Linked DNA regions of Ovis aries: region 2 is linked to region 1. A link is a contact called in public Hi-C data. All regions are on one chromosome and are shown on one strand. The core of a region is the stretch at or near the end of the contact, and the rest is flanking DNA. Distances in the headings are between cores, read along the strand shown. Region 1 has its middle 29 kb from the start of NAIF1. Region 2 holds the start of DPM2 (dolichyl-phosphate mannosyltransferase subunit 2, regulatory).

Region 1 (7,412 bases), core at 1,652-4,151:
AAATAACGATGCTGAGTGACAGAAGCCAGACAAAAAGCGTTCATACTGTGTGAATCTGTTTAAGTCCCAGAAAACGCAATGACAGAAACTACAGTGACAGAAGAGGGGTGGGGTGTCAGGGAGGGTGGGAAGAACAGGCTTACAAAGGGATGTGAGGGGCTCATGGAGGTAACGGATCCGGTCACTATCTGGATTGTGGTGATGAAATCACTGGTGGTCACATACTGAAACGTGTACTTCTTATGCCTTTTGTGTATGTGTGTGTGGCCACAGGGCATGTGGAATCTCAGTTCCCTTACCAGGGATCGAACCCACACTCTCTGCACTGGAAATGTGGAGTCTTAGCCATTGGATCCCCAGGGAAGTCTGGTACTTGTACCTTTTAAATATGTGCATTTTACTGTTCATCAATTATAGCTCAATAAAAAGTAATTAGCTTCAGGAAAACAGAAAAAAAACAATGCTTAGCTATATAATATTTGCAGAAGAAAAATCACGTAAACACTGAACAGTGATTTTTAAATTGAGATATTAAGTATATTCAGTGAGTTGCACAAATAAGTGTGTAAATCTTAAGTGCGACTAGTGATTTAACACCAAACCTCGACGGTACTTCCGCAATAGAAGATAGAGTACAGGAAATGGGGGTGGGGATGACGCAGGAAAGCAAAATCCTTCCTTCTCAAAACAGGTAGTGGGCAGAGAGCGTATGGAAGACAGGTAAACAGAGCAGGGAGGAAAAATTGGCTAGAAGGTATGTATCAAAAGATAGCAGTATGTGCTGATTGCTTAGAAGCATGAAATGCGTAAGTGCTAGAAAAAAAATAAACCCGAAGACTCAAAAGTGGTTGCTTCTAGGGGAGGGGGGTGGCGTGGGGAGACGGGGAGGGACAGACAGGAAACCAATGCGTGTTGTTATCTTCCTTTTCACGTTAAGTTGGTTTTGTTTCCCATACCTGGACTGTATTGCATCAATTCTAAGACGCCCATTTATTCACATGCTTAAAAACTGAAGTATAGCTGATTTTCAATATTATGTTCGTTTCAGGTGTACAGCACAATGATTCATATGATACCGGGAAAGACTGAGGACAGGAGGAGAAGGGGATGACAGAGGATGAGATGGTTGGATGGCACCACCGACTTAATGGACATGAGTTTGAGCAAGCTCCAGGAAATAGTGAAGGGGAGAGAAATCTGGCGTGCTGCTATCCATGGGATTGCAACGAGTCGAACGACTTAGTGGTTGAACAACTATATATATCTTGTATCGATCACTTCCTGGCTGGGTGACATTAAGGAAGTCGCTTAGCTTCTCTGAGCCCCGAATTCTTCATCTAACGAATTTGATAATACTCTAGAATTGTAATATTAAGTAAGCACATGGGCAGGAAGCCCAGCGCTTGATCTACAGTAGAAGTGCAATAAACAGCAGCTGTTCCAATTAGCTCTTTTTAAATTTAAAATCATTGTCATTTTGTCAAAATAATGCCACACTTCAGTGAATCTAAGACATCACCAACTATAACACGCACCATTACTTATGCACCATGGAGAAATAAGCACTGCCAATTATACATGTCAGGTGCACGGCTGACTGTAAAAAAATGCATCTTGATTTTAAAGATGTTAAAATGTGAATCAATGCCTGGCGACGATCATGTTGCGTGAAGTAAGCCAGCCAGCCAGAGAAAGATAAATATGATATCACTTTTATGTGGAATCTGAAAAAAAATAAAGAGATACAAATGAACTTATTTCCAAAACAGAAAGAGACTCACAGACATAGAAAACAAATTTACCAAAGGGGAAAGGTGTGGAGGGGGATAAATTAGGAGTTTGGGATTAATACATACACACTAAAATAGACAAACAGCGAGGACCTATTGTATAGCACAGGGAATTATATTCAATATCTTGTAATAACCTATAATGGAAAAGAATCTGAAAAAGTATATATATATGTATATTATAAAACTGAATCACTTTACATCTGAAACTAACACAACTTTGTAAATCAACTATACATCAATTAAAAAAAAAAAAACTAGGGGGTGACTGACTCCCGAGTATTACCTCTGTTTTGATTAATTTGAAAGAGAGAGGGACCATCTAGTAGTCCCTTCAGTTGTAAGGCCCAGAGAGAAACAGAGACTACTCAAAGTCATACAGCCTGACAAAGGTCAAGTTGGGCCTAGACCTGGGCCTTTAGCTGCCAGTCCAGTGTCCTTTTCCAGAAACTTGTCTCTCCCTTACTGTCACCCCGAAACTCAGGACACCACTGAGAGCTTGGATTGCAGTTCCCAAGTGCAGGCAACATTTCTGGGGCCCAGGTGGGGCCCTGGGAGGTGGACTCTGGGAAGGCAGGGCCAGGCCTGGTACCTGGAGGGGCTCAACAAGCTTGTCACAGGAACGCAGCAGGGAGTTCTGGGTCAGCAGCAGGGCGACCTCAGGACTGGGCAACCCCGCCGGAGGAGCCTGGGGGCACCAGTGTGGCGGGGCCCAGGGGCTTGTCTGGAAGCTGTCCTTGTGCAGCGAGCTCACTGTTTTTGGGCAAAGGTGTCCATGGACAGAGGTGCTTTACAGTCCATGGGTCTTAAAGTGTCGGACACGACTGAAGCGACTTAGCACGCACACATGGGCTTGTTCAAGGTCCCTGGGGCACTGGGCTGCCAGTGGTCAGCACAATGGGGAGGGGGATAACAACGGCCAAGCAGTCCTTCAGCTTTGCTTCCTCTTTTGGCAAAAAATTGCTCCCACCTCCCAACACTGAAAAGAGCCCTTGTCACTATTTACTGAGTGTCTCGCTGGTCCTCCGAACAAAGGCCCGGAGAGGTCAAGCCAGGCGTCTGCAGTCACACAGCCAGCAAGGAGCCCGTCTGCCTCCAGAGCCTGCACTCTAACCCTCAGCAGCACTGCTTGCGGATGGTGTTTCTGTGTATCTGATGGTACGTGGCCATTTGGGGCACCTGCCCCCTAAAGGGAAACCTACATCCTGTTTCCGGTTCCACCTCAAAGATATGAATTGTCAATAGCAGTGACTCGGGAGCTAATCGCTCAGGTGAAGCCCTGCCTCCTCTTTCCTTCCTCTCTCCTCTGGTCCTCTGCAGAGCTCCCAGCAGCCCCCAGTCTGCCCGTGACTATGGCCTGCCTGCGGCCTTTGCAGCATTTTCACACCTTCTGTCTCAGAGCCACGTTCTCCTCTTCTGCCAAATGGGAGGGAGGGTAAAACTGACCTCATGGGTCTCCTTTGGAGACTGCAGGAGTTAATGCATGTTCTGTGCGGTGCGCTCCACCTGGTTGGGGATCTGGGAGGAGGGTCGAGGAGTCAGGGGACACGGGTGTGACCCCTGGGCCTGTACTGACCAGCTGGGCAGCCGGAGACAAGTCTCTGCCTCTCTGAGCCTCTGTTTCCTCATCTGTATGATGGAGTCGCAGCCTTGCCCCACCTGTCACTTACCTACAGCAGGTCAAGAGATGAGACTGATGTTACTGTGGTTCTCGGTCATCTTCACTGCTCCGCTCCCTTGACACTCTTTTCCCATCAGAAGAGCCCATCTAGGGACTTCCCTGGTAGTCCAATGGCTAAGACTCTTTGCTCCCAATGCAGGGGGCCTGGGTTTGATCCCCAGTCAGGGAACTAAATCCTATATGCCGCAACTAAGAGTTTGTAAGCCACAGCAAAGATCAAACATCCCTAATGCCACAACTACGATCCAGCACAAACAACAAAAAAAAAGCCCACCAGGAACCTTATCCCAAGACTCCTCAGTTCCCTAGGGTGCTGGGAATCCTCACAGGACTGAACCAAGGGACCGCGAGGATCATCGAATCCTTCATCTGTGAAGCGGGCACAAGGACTATGTCTGCCTCACTGCAGCGTGGGGAGAACCACGTGAGTTGATGCACGTAAATTGCCCAGGGGATCTTCTCTGATGGAGGGAAACAAGCAAGGAGGCTCACAGCAGCAGGATTTGAGATGAAGAGAAGGGCAAATCTCCACAATCCATCCTCCACGTAGCCCCAGAGTGCCTGGATCCCTGGGATTCCTCCTTGGGAAGCCCCTCCCACATGTACGAGAGATGCTCTGCGTGACAGTGACAGGCCCACCCTTGCAGTATGATAACCACTTCTTTATTTTTTTGAAGTTTTTTTTTGGTGTGTGTGTACCATTGTAAAGCATTTATTGAATTTGTTACAATATTGCTTCTGTTTTATGTGTTGTTTTGTTTTCTTTTTTGGTCGTGAGGCCTGTGGGGTCTCAGTTCCCTGATCAGGGATCAGACTCTCACCCCTTCCATTGGGAAGCAAAGTCTAAACCGCTAGACCACCAGTGAAGTCCCCATATAACCACTTCTGAGGTGAGGTTGTGAAAGACTGTGGCCTCCACCCGGGGCTGTCTCCAGGACAAGGAACTGTCACATCCTGGGGACACTCAGACGGCCTATGGGGAGGTCAAGGAACTGAAATGTCCAGTCAAAGCCAGCAAGGAACGGACGCCAGCAGCAATCACAGAGGTGAACCTGGAAGCCGATTCTCCAGCCGCTGCAGCCTGACTGCTGAGAGACCCAGAGCCAGAACAATTCAGCTGAGCCACTCCCGGATTCCTGACCCCCAGGACCTCTAAGATAGTCAGTGTTTGTCTTTTCTTTGGCCGCACGCAATGCATATAAGATCCTAGTTTCCCTGACCAGGGATGGAACTCGCACCTCCTGCAGTCAAAGCGCAGACTCTTAACCCCTGGACTGCCAAGGAAGTCGCTAAATGTTTATTTCTCTAAGCTGCTGAATTTTGGGGGAGCTTGTTTTACAGCAGCAGTTACTGTTATACAGCAGTAAATAACTGGTACTATTAAATCCATTTTCATGTACACTTGTTATGAAATGCTGCTGTTGTTTAGTTGTTAAGTCGTGTCCAACTCTTTTACGACCCCGTAGCCTGCAGCCCGCCAGGCTGCTCTGTCCATGGGATTCTCCAAGCAAGAATGATGGAAGGGGTTGCTATTTCCTTCTCCAGGGGATCTTCTGGACCCAGGGATCCAACCTGAGTCTCCTATTTCCAGGTGGATTCTTTGCTACTGAGCCACCAGGGAAGCCTATAGTAGTATCTGACTCTTTGTGACCCCGTGGACTGTGCAGGTTGCCAGGTTCCTCTGTCCGAGGACTTTTCCAGGCAGGAATACCAGAGAGGGTTGCCATTTCTTACTCCAGGGGATCTTCCCGACCCAAGGATTGAATCAGAGTCTCCTGCATCTCCTGCATTGGCAGGCAGATTCTTTATCACTCCACCACTATGAAATACTAGAAAGTGAAGTTATTCAGTCGTGTCCGACTCTTCGCCACCCCATGGACTGTAGCCTACCAGGCTCCTCAGTCCGTGGAATTTTCCAGGCAAGAGTACTGGAGTGGGTTTCCATTTCCTTCTCCAGGGGATCTTCCCAACCCAGGGATTGAACCCAGGTCTCCTGCACTGCAGGCAGACGCTTTACTATCTGAGCCACCAGGGAAGCTACCATGAAATACTAGACCAATGTTTAAAAAATGAAATGGATTCCTGTGTCCAAACATGGGAAGATATCCACGGTATGCTGCTAAGTGAAAAGAAATCTTGCAGAACAATGTGTATGGTGTGATCCTTTTTGTCTAAAAATATGCTGTCGTGGCCTAGCCAAAAAATCTAGGGGAATTTATCCAAACTATTAATAGTGGTTTTCTCTTTCATTGCAAAAGCAGGGAGGGTGCACAGAAGACCATCACTCATTATTTCTGTCCTGTTTGAACATTTTACGACATAACTGTCTTAGTTTGGTAAACTGGTGGGGGAAAAAAAGATAAAAATTTTAAACAGGTTTGCCTAAAATGAGCCTGGTAGAAAAAACAAAGTACACAGGTTACAATGGCCAATGACACTTGAAATCTCAGTGTTGAACAGATTGGGAGTTAATTTCTTCGTCTTGTGAAGTTCAGTCCCCAGCAGGGAGGGGTGGGTCAGAAGGGCTCACAGAGCTCTCCTGGGATCCGGCTGTATGAGGGGGCTCTGCGAGTTCACACGTGGCTTCTCAGGTGGCCCTGGGCACAGACACCCAGCTGGCAGATGGGGAAAGAGAGGGCAGAGGATGAAGTGAGAGATTTTTTCATGGGTCAGATCAGGAAACGATGCTAGGCCACTTCTGCCCACGTCCCTCTTAGCCAGGACTCGGTCCTCCTCTGGCTATGGCTCCGAGTGCATGACCTCAGGACCATCTACCCCTTCAGCTCCCCAAGGTGACTGTCCACGTTTCTCGCAGTGTCCCATCCGAGCACCTCGGCCACAGGGATATCAGGGCAAGGCCCTCCTGCTGCCCCCAGATGCTACCGGCCACCCGGAGGAAGGAAGCGCTGATGCTGCACATTCTAGAGCTTGAACTCTCCACTGAGGGAGGCCCAGCCTGTCTGGTGTGGTCCGGTCTGTCCATCAGGGAGAGTCTTCTGACCTGGTGCCCCCGCAACCCCCCCACCGCCTCCTCCTTCCAGGGTCAGGGCCCATCTTCTAGGGTGGGGCTGTTCGAGGAAGAACTCGGGGTCACAGAGCCCCAGGAATTTCTGGCAAACTGCCATGTGCATCCGTGTGTATCTGAACAGCAGCACCAGACTCGCCAAGGTCAAGAAGCACGTGGAGGCTGCTCTTCATGCCCTCCCGCACACCAGGCCTGCCCCTGTGTGCAGGACTCTCCCAGCAGCTCTCTGAGAGACCCTGGTGGGCAAACTGAGGCTCAGAGAGGGGACGTCACTCACCCAAGGTCACACAGCTCTTGAAGGGTAAGGCTGAGAAGAGAGTGCAAGCAGGTCTTCCGACTCCAAACCCAGTGTTCCTCATCCTTACTCCCCTTCATTCATTCATTCATTCACACATCCCTCTACTGTGTGGCAGGCTTTGTGTGTGTATTTTTTTTCCCTAATATCTATTCATCTATTTGGCTGCTCTGGGGCCTTTGTTGTGGCACTCGCGCTCTTAATTGTGGCATGTTCCCTGACCAAGGATTGAACCCAGGCTCAGCAGTAAGAGCACAGCGTCCTAATCACTGAACTGCCGGAGAATTCCCATTTTGTTAATACCCTTAAAATTTTTTGGAATAGGGACTTCCCTGGTGGTCCAGTGGCTAAGACTCCTAGCTCCCAATGCAGGGGGCCTGGGTTTGACCTGTGGTCCTGGGGAACTAGATCCCATACATGGCAACTAAAGATCCCATAAACCATAAGACCTAAGACCTGGCACAGCTAAATAAATAAATAAATAATTTTGGGGAATAATATTAGATTTACAGAAAAATTGCCAAGATAATACAGAGAGTTTCTGTAAACCCCTAACCCGGATTCCCCTAATGTTAGCATCCTAAATTTACCATGTAGCTTTTGTCAAGAGGAAACAACGTT
Region 2 (7,412 bases), core at 3,173-5,672, 76 kb after region 1:
TCTGGTCAGCTCTGCAGGTCCCTTCCTGCCCCACAGACACCTGGCACTTTAAAAGGGAGCTGGTCGCACTGTCTACAGTTGAAGTGATCCCTAGAAGATGGGGAACGCTGTCATTCCCTTCTGTATGTGCACGACCTCAGCCCAGTGAGGCAGTGTATTCAGGGTGTTTTTAGGTCTGAGTCAACATTCTGGGGGCTTCAGGCATAAGATAGCTGGTTTTGGTGCTGTTGGGGAGAATTCCCCATACCAGGAACCCAGCCCCACCGTAGGCGAGGTCTGAATTTGACAGTCACCCCAGAAGGAGACAGAGCCTGCCATACCTTCCCATGCCAGGCCCTGGGCCAGGGTAACTGGACTAACAGAATTCAGCCACAACCAAATCAATGCTGGCTGGAGCTGGAGGCCTGGAGCCCCGGAGCCCCAGCCTCATTCCCACGTGGGAGCCCTTTCTTCGACCCTCTAGTCCCCTCAAGCTCAGTGAATTCCCATTAGGTGCCCACAGCTCTGAACTAAAAATCCTATATTTAGAAAGAGACAGAATATATTAGAGATATTTTTGGAAAGGAAGTGGTCTATGCAATGCCAGTTTGGAATCTTCTTGAAAGACAGTTTAACGTTTTTACTAGATTTAAAGAAAGGTCTACAATATTTTTAGTTTTTTTTTTTTTTTTTTCTGGTCACCCCACAAACCGACCACATGGCATGATCCGCCAAGATGCAGAATGCCGTGGTCTCCTCTCTTTCGGGAGGTGAGCAGGGAGATGGGGGGAGGGGAGGCCTTTTTTTTTTTAGCACCCCTCCTTTCGAACAGAATGTTACCGCCACCACCCCCTGATTCAGTGGGCTGTGTTTGTATCTCCGTCCCAGCTTCTATTGTAGAAAATAACATTGTAAGGGGAAATCAGCCTAGTGTCAGTGTCTTGGTTGGGGGGGGTGGGGATTAAATGTTGCAGATTTTGTTATGGCATGTTGGTTCTTGCTTGTTTTACTGAGTTGAATCCCAGGTCACAGATGGCACCAGAAGGGAGAGAGATGACACGGGGTGGGAGAGACGTCGGTGGCCAGGGTTCTTGGTTGTCCTGGCTGCAGTCATTACAATTATTATCACTGTTACTACTACACATTCATTGGGAGGAAACATAGGCCCAGAAAGGACAGTTTCTTGCCAACCTCACACTTACAAGGTGGCAGCTCTGACCTCAGAGCCCAAGTTCTAACCTCCCCAGAGTCGGGTGGCCTCTAACAAGTACGCCTGAGGATCGATGACTGCCTGTGCCTCAGCTTTCTCAGCTGCAAATGGGATTGTGGATCAAATTAGGAGGTGGGTATACAGCCCTCCCTAGGGAGCCTGACCCCGCCCCTGAAAGATGCTAAGAGTTTCCCCAGCCTCCCCAAAGCCACAGGCCAGCACTCTCTCCAGGCTTGGACCACCTCACTCCCTGCCCTTGACTCAAGTTCCTGAAGAGTTGTCATGGCCGCCAAGCTCTTGGGAAAGGCAAGTCACCCTGGGCCTTTCATGAGCTCAGAAATGGCAGGAATCCTCAGGGCTCTGGACAAGCCAGAAGGGACCAGACTACCAGGCCTCATCCTGGCCCCAGCACTGCATTATCCTTGCCCATTTTCAGTGCTGATGCCTGCTCACACCCCAGAAAACCCTGGAGGCTGATTCTCAGCCCCTTGGTTCTGTGCACACATGGGGAGGGATGAGTTGGCTCCTGGCTGAGCCCCAATTCTGAGACGGAAGGAACTGGGCTGTAAGGTCCAAAACAGTTTGCTCCTTTGGAGCACAGTAATGCCCAGTGGGCTTTCCTGGTGGCTCAGACGGTAAGAAGCTGTTCAATCCCTGGGTCAGGAAGATCCTCTGGAGAAGCGAATGGCTAGCCACTCCAGTATTCTTGCCTGGAGAATTCCATTGACAGAGGAGCCTGGTGGGCTACAGTCCAGTTTAGTTCAGTCGCTCAGTCGTGTCCGACTCTGCGACCCCACGGACTGCAGCACACCAGACACCTCCCTGTCCATTGCCAACTCCCGGAGTTACTCAAACTCATGTCCATTGAGTCGATGCCATCCAACCGTCTCATCCTCTGTCGTCCCCTTCTGCCTGCAATCATTCCCAGCATCAAGGTCTTTTCTAATGAATCAGTTCTTCGCATCAGGTGGCCAAAGTATTGGAGTTTCAGCTTCAGCATCAGTCCTTTCACTGAATATTCAGGACTGAATTCCTTTAGGATGGACTGGTTGGATCTCCTTGCAGTCCAAGGGACTCTCAAGAGTCTTCTCCAACACCACACTTCAAAAGCATCAATTCTTTGGCGCTCAGCTTTCTTCATAGTCCAACTCTCACATCCATACATGACTACTGGAAAAACTGTAGCTTTGACCAGATGGACCTTTGTTGGCAAAGTAATGTCTCTGCTTTTTAATATGCTGTCTAGGTTGGTCATAACTTTCTTTCCAAGGAGTAAGCATCTTTTAATTTCATGGCTGCAGTCACCATCTGCAGTGATTCTGGAGCCCCCAAAAAGTCTGTCACTGTTTCCACTGTTTCCCCATCTATTTCCCATGAAGTGATGGGAACAGATGCCATGATCTTAGTTTTCTGAATGTTGAGTTTTAAGCCAACTTTTTCACTCTCCTCTTTCACTTTCATCAAGAGGCTCCTTAGTTCTTTGCTTTCTGCAGTAAGGGTGGTGTCATCTGCATATCTGAGGTTTTTCCCAGGAATCTTGATTCCAGCCTGTGCTTCATCCAGCCCAGCCTTTCTCATGATGTACTCTGCATATAAGTTAAATAAGCAGGGTGACAATATACAGCCTTGACCGACTCCTTTCACTCTCTGGAACCAGTCCATGAGGTTGCGGAGTCAGACACGACTAAGCACAACTTTTACTTTTTTTTTTCCATGCGAAGTGAAAAATCAGTCTATAAAATAAATGATGGGGGGGAAATGTTCCTCTCAGCTTTGCAATGGGCTCAGACAACCCAAGGAAACAGATGCTGCCAGCAGGAGCAAGCCATGCCTGGTTCAGACCCCATCTTTGCATGCCCCTGCCCCCCTCCCCTCCAGGTGAAGACAGCACAGGGAGGGGAATCGCCAGAGGCTATTCTCCACAGCACTGCTGCTGCTGCTGCTGCTAAGTCGCTTCAGTTGTGTCGACTCTGTGCGACCCCATAGATGGCAGCCGACCAGGCTCCCCCATCCCTGGGATTCTCCAGGCAAGAACACTGAAGTGGGTTGCCATTTCCTTCTCCAATGCATGAAAGCGAAAAGTGAAAGCGAAGTTGCTCAGTCGTGCCCGACTCTTCGAGACCCCATGGACTGCAGCCCACCAGGCTCCTCTGTCCATGAGATTTTCTGGGCAAGAGTACTGGAGCGGGGTCTGTAGCACTGCAGAAGTCACCAAAATCTTAAAGCTGGTTGACTGATTCAAAGCTCCCAGTTGTGTCAGGCTTCATTCTGGACACGGGATACAGACCCTTTCCTCAGGGGGCTCACAGTCAAGTGGGCCAGGTCAACTAGTAAATAAGGTAATTAAAACGCAATGATGGGGCTTCCCTGGTGGCTCACTGGTAAAGAGTCCACCTGCCAGTGCAGGAGACACGGTTGGATCCCCGATCCAGGAAGCCCCCACATGCTGCGGAGCAGCTAAGCCCTGTGCACCACAAGTAGAGTCTGTGCTCATAGGACCTGCGAGCCGCAGCGACTGAAGCCCGCGTGCCCGAGCCCGTGCTCTGCAACGAAGAAGCTACGGCAATAAAAGGCTCTGTACGGCGACTAGAGAAAAGCCCTCGCAGTAACGAAGACCCAGCGCAGCCAAAAATAAATAAAATTTAAAAAACAGAAACGCAATGACAAGCGTCTTCTTGGTGATGCAGTTGGGGAAGGGACTCCGGCTTCTCCCTCTCCTCTCACCCTAGGCCGGTCCTTGAACTTTTTCTTTACCTTACCCTCAACAGACACGTTCGGGCCTCGGGACCAGGAAGTAGCGCCCTCGGTTGCTGGAGTCTGCTATACACCACTGACTCAGACTGTGGTCTGAGTTCTCGCCTTTTCAGTTCTCGCCTCTCTCTTGAGCCTCCTTTTCCCCACCTGAAACACGGGACTTCTGACCACTCACCCCCATCCTGTTCTGGCTTTAGGACCCTGGGATATTGAGAGATGGGCTTTTTTTTTTTTCCTCTCGGGCGAGTTCGACAGGACCGAGCCCACAAGTGCCAAGCCAGTCTCAGTTCCTCAATTCGGTCTTACTGCCGAGAGATTCGGGAACGCGTCACAGAATGTCCTCGAGAAACTACATTTCCCGACATGCAAAGAGGAGGCGGTGCCCGCCCGTCTCCGGCGACGTGGTCCTGGGCCAGCTTGAGGACTGCGACTCCCGGCGTGCCCCGCGGCCCAAGGCCGGAAGGGCCCGATCCGGAACCGGATGGGGCTTGCGTCTCCGGTGCCTGAAGCGCTGGGGAAATGGTGAGCGTGAGGCCAAAAGTCGGCAATGGGGGCGTCCGGAGGGTGGGGTCCTGGGTCTGCTCGGGAGCTGGGGCTTGAGCACTCGGAGCCGGTATCGTTCTCCCGCCGTCTCACCGTACGAGTGATAGACTTTGGCCCGGTACTCTCTCTCCCGACCTAGAAAAGATACCCAGTCAGCCACGTCACATATGTCAGCTGAGTAAATGGACGTGATCGGGCCGCAGCGACTCCCCCCTCCTTCCTAAATGGAGGATCTTTTCCTCAGTTGAATCCTCCCTTTTCTGCAGGCCAAGGGAACAGACCAGGTGGTGGGACTCGGCCTCGTCGCCCTTAGCCTGATCATCTTCACTTATTACACCGCCTGGGTAATTCTCTTGGTATGTGTGCTTTCCCGCCCTCTCTTAGCTCCCATCCCTGGATCTTGAAGCTAACTCCTCACATCATTTTAGCAGGCACTGTGCTAGGTGTTGTCACTGCATATCTCATGAAAGCTCCAGGACAGCACTATGAGAAAGATGGTAACAGGTGTCCCTATGTTATAGACGAGGAAGCAGAAGCTCAAGGGGAAGGCTCAGGGTGGAATCCTTAACCACTCCACTGCGAAGTCCTTTCCTTGATTTGTTTGCTTTTGATGGGAGTTCTAGTCCTTCTGGTTATCCTGCGGGCACTTGGGCATGACAGTCCCAGTGGATTTTGTAAGAGTGTTTAGCATTTTTTTTTTCCCCGTGGGAAATTTTTTTTGGTTACTGCTTTAAAAGTGCAGTGTTTGTTTGGAGGACAAAATCTTGCAGAAGTCGGTATCCTTTGGAGAAAAATGTTAGTAAAGAAAACCTTGGAGTCCTGGTTGGGAATCACTCGTGGATTCTTCATGTCCTCTTTGTCCCTGCTAAGCTGTGAGGGCCTTAGGGCAAGTCCTTTGTCTTCTGTTCCCTGCCAGCTCCCTAGCCCCAACTTCGGGCGAGCACCAGTCAGGTGCCCAGTACACAACCATTAGATAACTGAAGGAAGGGAACAAACCAAGGCACCCGGAGTGCTATCCTCTTAGAGAAAAGCGAATGCAGTGCTTTGATGGGGTCAACCCCTGAGATGGAGGAGGAGGGCTGTTTGGACCAGGGGAGCTGAGCAGAGCGAGGAACACTCACTAGAGCTCTGCCTTTGATGCCAGCCATTCATCGACAGTCAGCATGTCATCCACAAGTATTTCCTGCCCCGAGCCTATGCCATTGCTATCCCACTGGCTGCTGGCCTCCTGCTGCTCCTGTTTGTGGGTAAGTTCCCCCAACCCTGGACAGGGTGTCTTGGGGACCCCATGACCCCCTCCCAACCCCAGACATGCTGCTACACTTCATCACTCACTGTACATCTGCTTGAGGCTCCTTACCCTCAGCTCACGTCCTGGGGTTTCCCTGTTCATCCTTCAGGGCTTAAGTCAGTCTTCCCAATGCCTCAGGCTCACTGGAGTCTAATGGGATGTCTCCCTCTTTCTTGCTCCCTCCACCACCACCACCACCACCACTCTGCTCACACCTCCATCACCTCTCACCCCCTTGTCACCCTGGTTCATGATTCCTGCATCTCTCTGTCTCCCAGGGTCTAGCGTGTGGGCCTTACAGGGGCAGGGACTGTGGCTTTATCATTACTATGCCCTCACCTCAAGCACAAGCTGTGGCACTGAGTTGGTGCTCAAGAAAGTGGTTTGGATAAATCAACAATTAGCTGTCTGGATGATGGGGTGGGTGGATGATGGATGCTGAGTGGGTAGGTGGTTAGGTAGATGGACAGGTGGTCGGGTGAGTAGATAGATAGTTGGGTGGATCTTATTCCCTGTAGAATCAGAAACACTAAACTCAGCAGATTGCCTTTGGTAGTCATTCAGCTGATGTTTGTTGAATGAGTGCAGGCAGAAGTGTAGCTTGATGAATGATTAGGGAAATGGCCTCCAGGGTGTGGCCTGGAGGGTGGTTAGGTAGCTGGTTGGCCCCCTGTGTGGGTCACTGCCATGCTTGGGTCCTGCTCTGGCCTCCCCGGTCTCCCCTTGTGACTCAGCTGGTAAAGAATCCACCTGCAGTGTGGGAGACCTGGGTTCGATCCCTGGGTTCAGAAGATCCCCTGGAGAAGCACTCCAGTATTCTGGCCTGGAGAATTCCATGGACTGTGTAGCCCATGGGGTCACAAAGAGTTGGACACAACCGAGCGACTTCCACTTCACTTTCTGACCCCCAAGCAGTCCTGAGCCAGGATCTTAGCTGCCTTTTTTGGTCTGTGTATTCCAGGTATATTCATCACCTACGTGATGCTGAGGAACCAGAAGGATACCAAAAAGGCTCAGTGAAGGCCCAGCAGGAATGAGGCTGCTGGCTCCATCTCTGCTTCTTCTCCAGGGCAGACCCAGTGGGGGTGCCCACAGGACCCATCCAGGCACTGAGACCCCCTCAAGCTTGATTGCCCTGCAGACACCCCTGTGGGATAGAAGCTGTTCAGGACTCACCCCTGGCTGACCAGGGCCCCTGCTCCTTCCAGAAGCCAGGGAGGAGAAGTACCTGGAAGTCTCCATCTCACCCCCCTTCTGGCTCAGGGCCTGCAAGGTGCTGGTCCCTCTCCACATACACACACACCTCACCTTGAGACTCCCTATCATTTTTCCCGCTGGGTTCTACACTTGCCTCAGTTTCCTTCTTGTCACATGATGGTTGGACTTGGCAGGTTCTGGGGCGTCACGTGACCTCTTCCCGCATGTCCTGCTCCTCCACAGAGGCAGCCTTCCCAGGTCTGACATAGCCCCAGACCCCACAAGGATCTCTGGACCTGGAGAGCCTAGAGGGAGGCCCAGCCCCCCAGCCTCAGGGCTGGCCTGATGGGAGAGCTGAACAATAAACATCGTTGTCTTTGTCTCAGTGCCGTCCCTGACCTGAGGAGCTCAGGGGCTGGGAGCTGGCCTTTGCATTGG

What was found. Hi-C and Micro-C count contacts between places; a contact is called where the count stands out from the background.
Region 2: a contact with region 1 is called in a Hi-C map of liver, with 4 times the contacts expected there. The contact joins the promoter of DPM2 here to the enhancer-like site in region 1. A contact is called at or near these places in 14 of 16 Hi-C or Micro-C datasets (blood, hypothalamus, liver and 6 more).

The regions. Positions count from the first base shown.
Region 1 is chr3:8,205,845-8,213,256 of ARS-UI_Ramb_v3.0, forward strand. No RefSeq gene overlaps it. Among named protein-coding and RNA genes, the nearest start is that of NAIF1, 29 kb to the left of the region's middle. Within about 2 kb of position 2,902, at least 3 of the 54 cell types and tissues checked have an H3K27ac peak or open chromatin away from gene starts, as enhancers often do. A contact at or near this core is called in liver, where this site is marked.
Region 2 is chr3:8,280,297-8,287,708 of ARS-UI_Ramb_v3.0, forward strand. DPM2 (dolichyl-phosphate mannosyltransferase subunit 2, regulatory) reads left to right here and starts at 4,423. Exons shown (of 4, transcript XM_004005614.6): 1 at 4,423-4,465; 2 at 4,753-4,842; 3 at 5,631-5,733; 4 at 6,739-7,412. The coding sequence starts at 4,463. The coding sequence ends at 6,797. EEIG1 (estrogen-induced osteoclastogenesis regulator 1) reads left to right here. Exons shown (of 11, transcript XM_027966400.2): 11 at 1-967.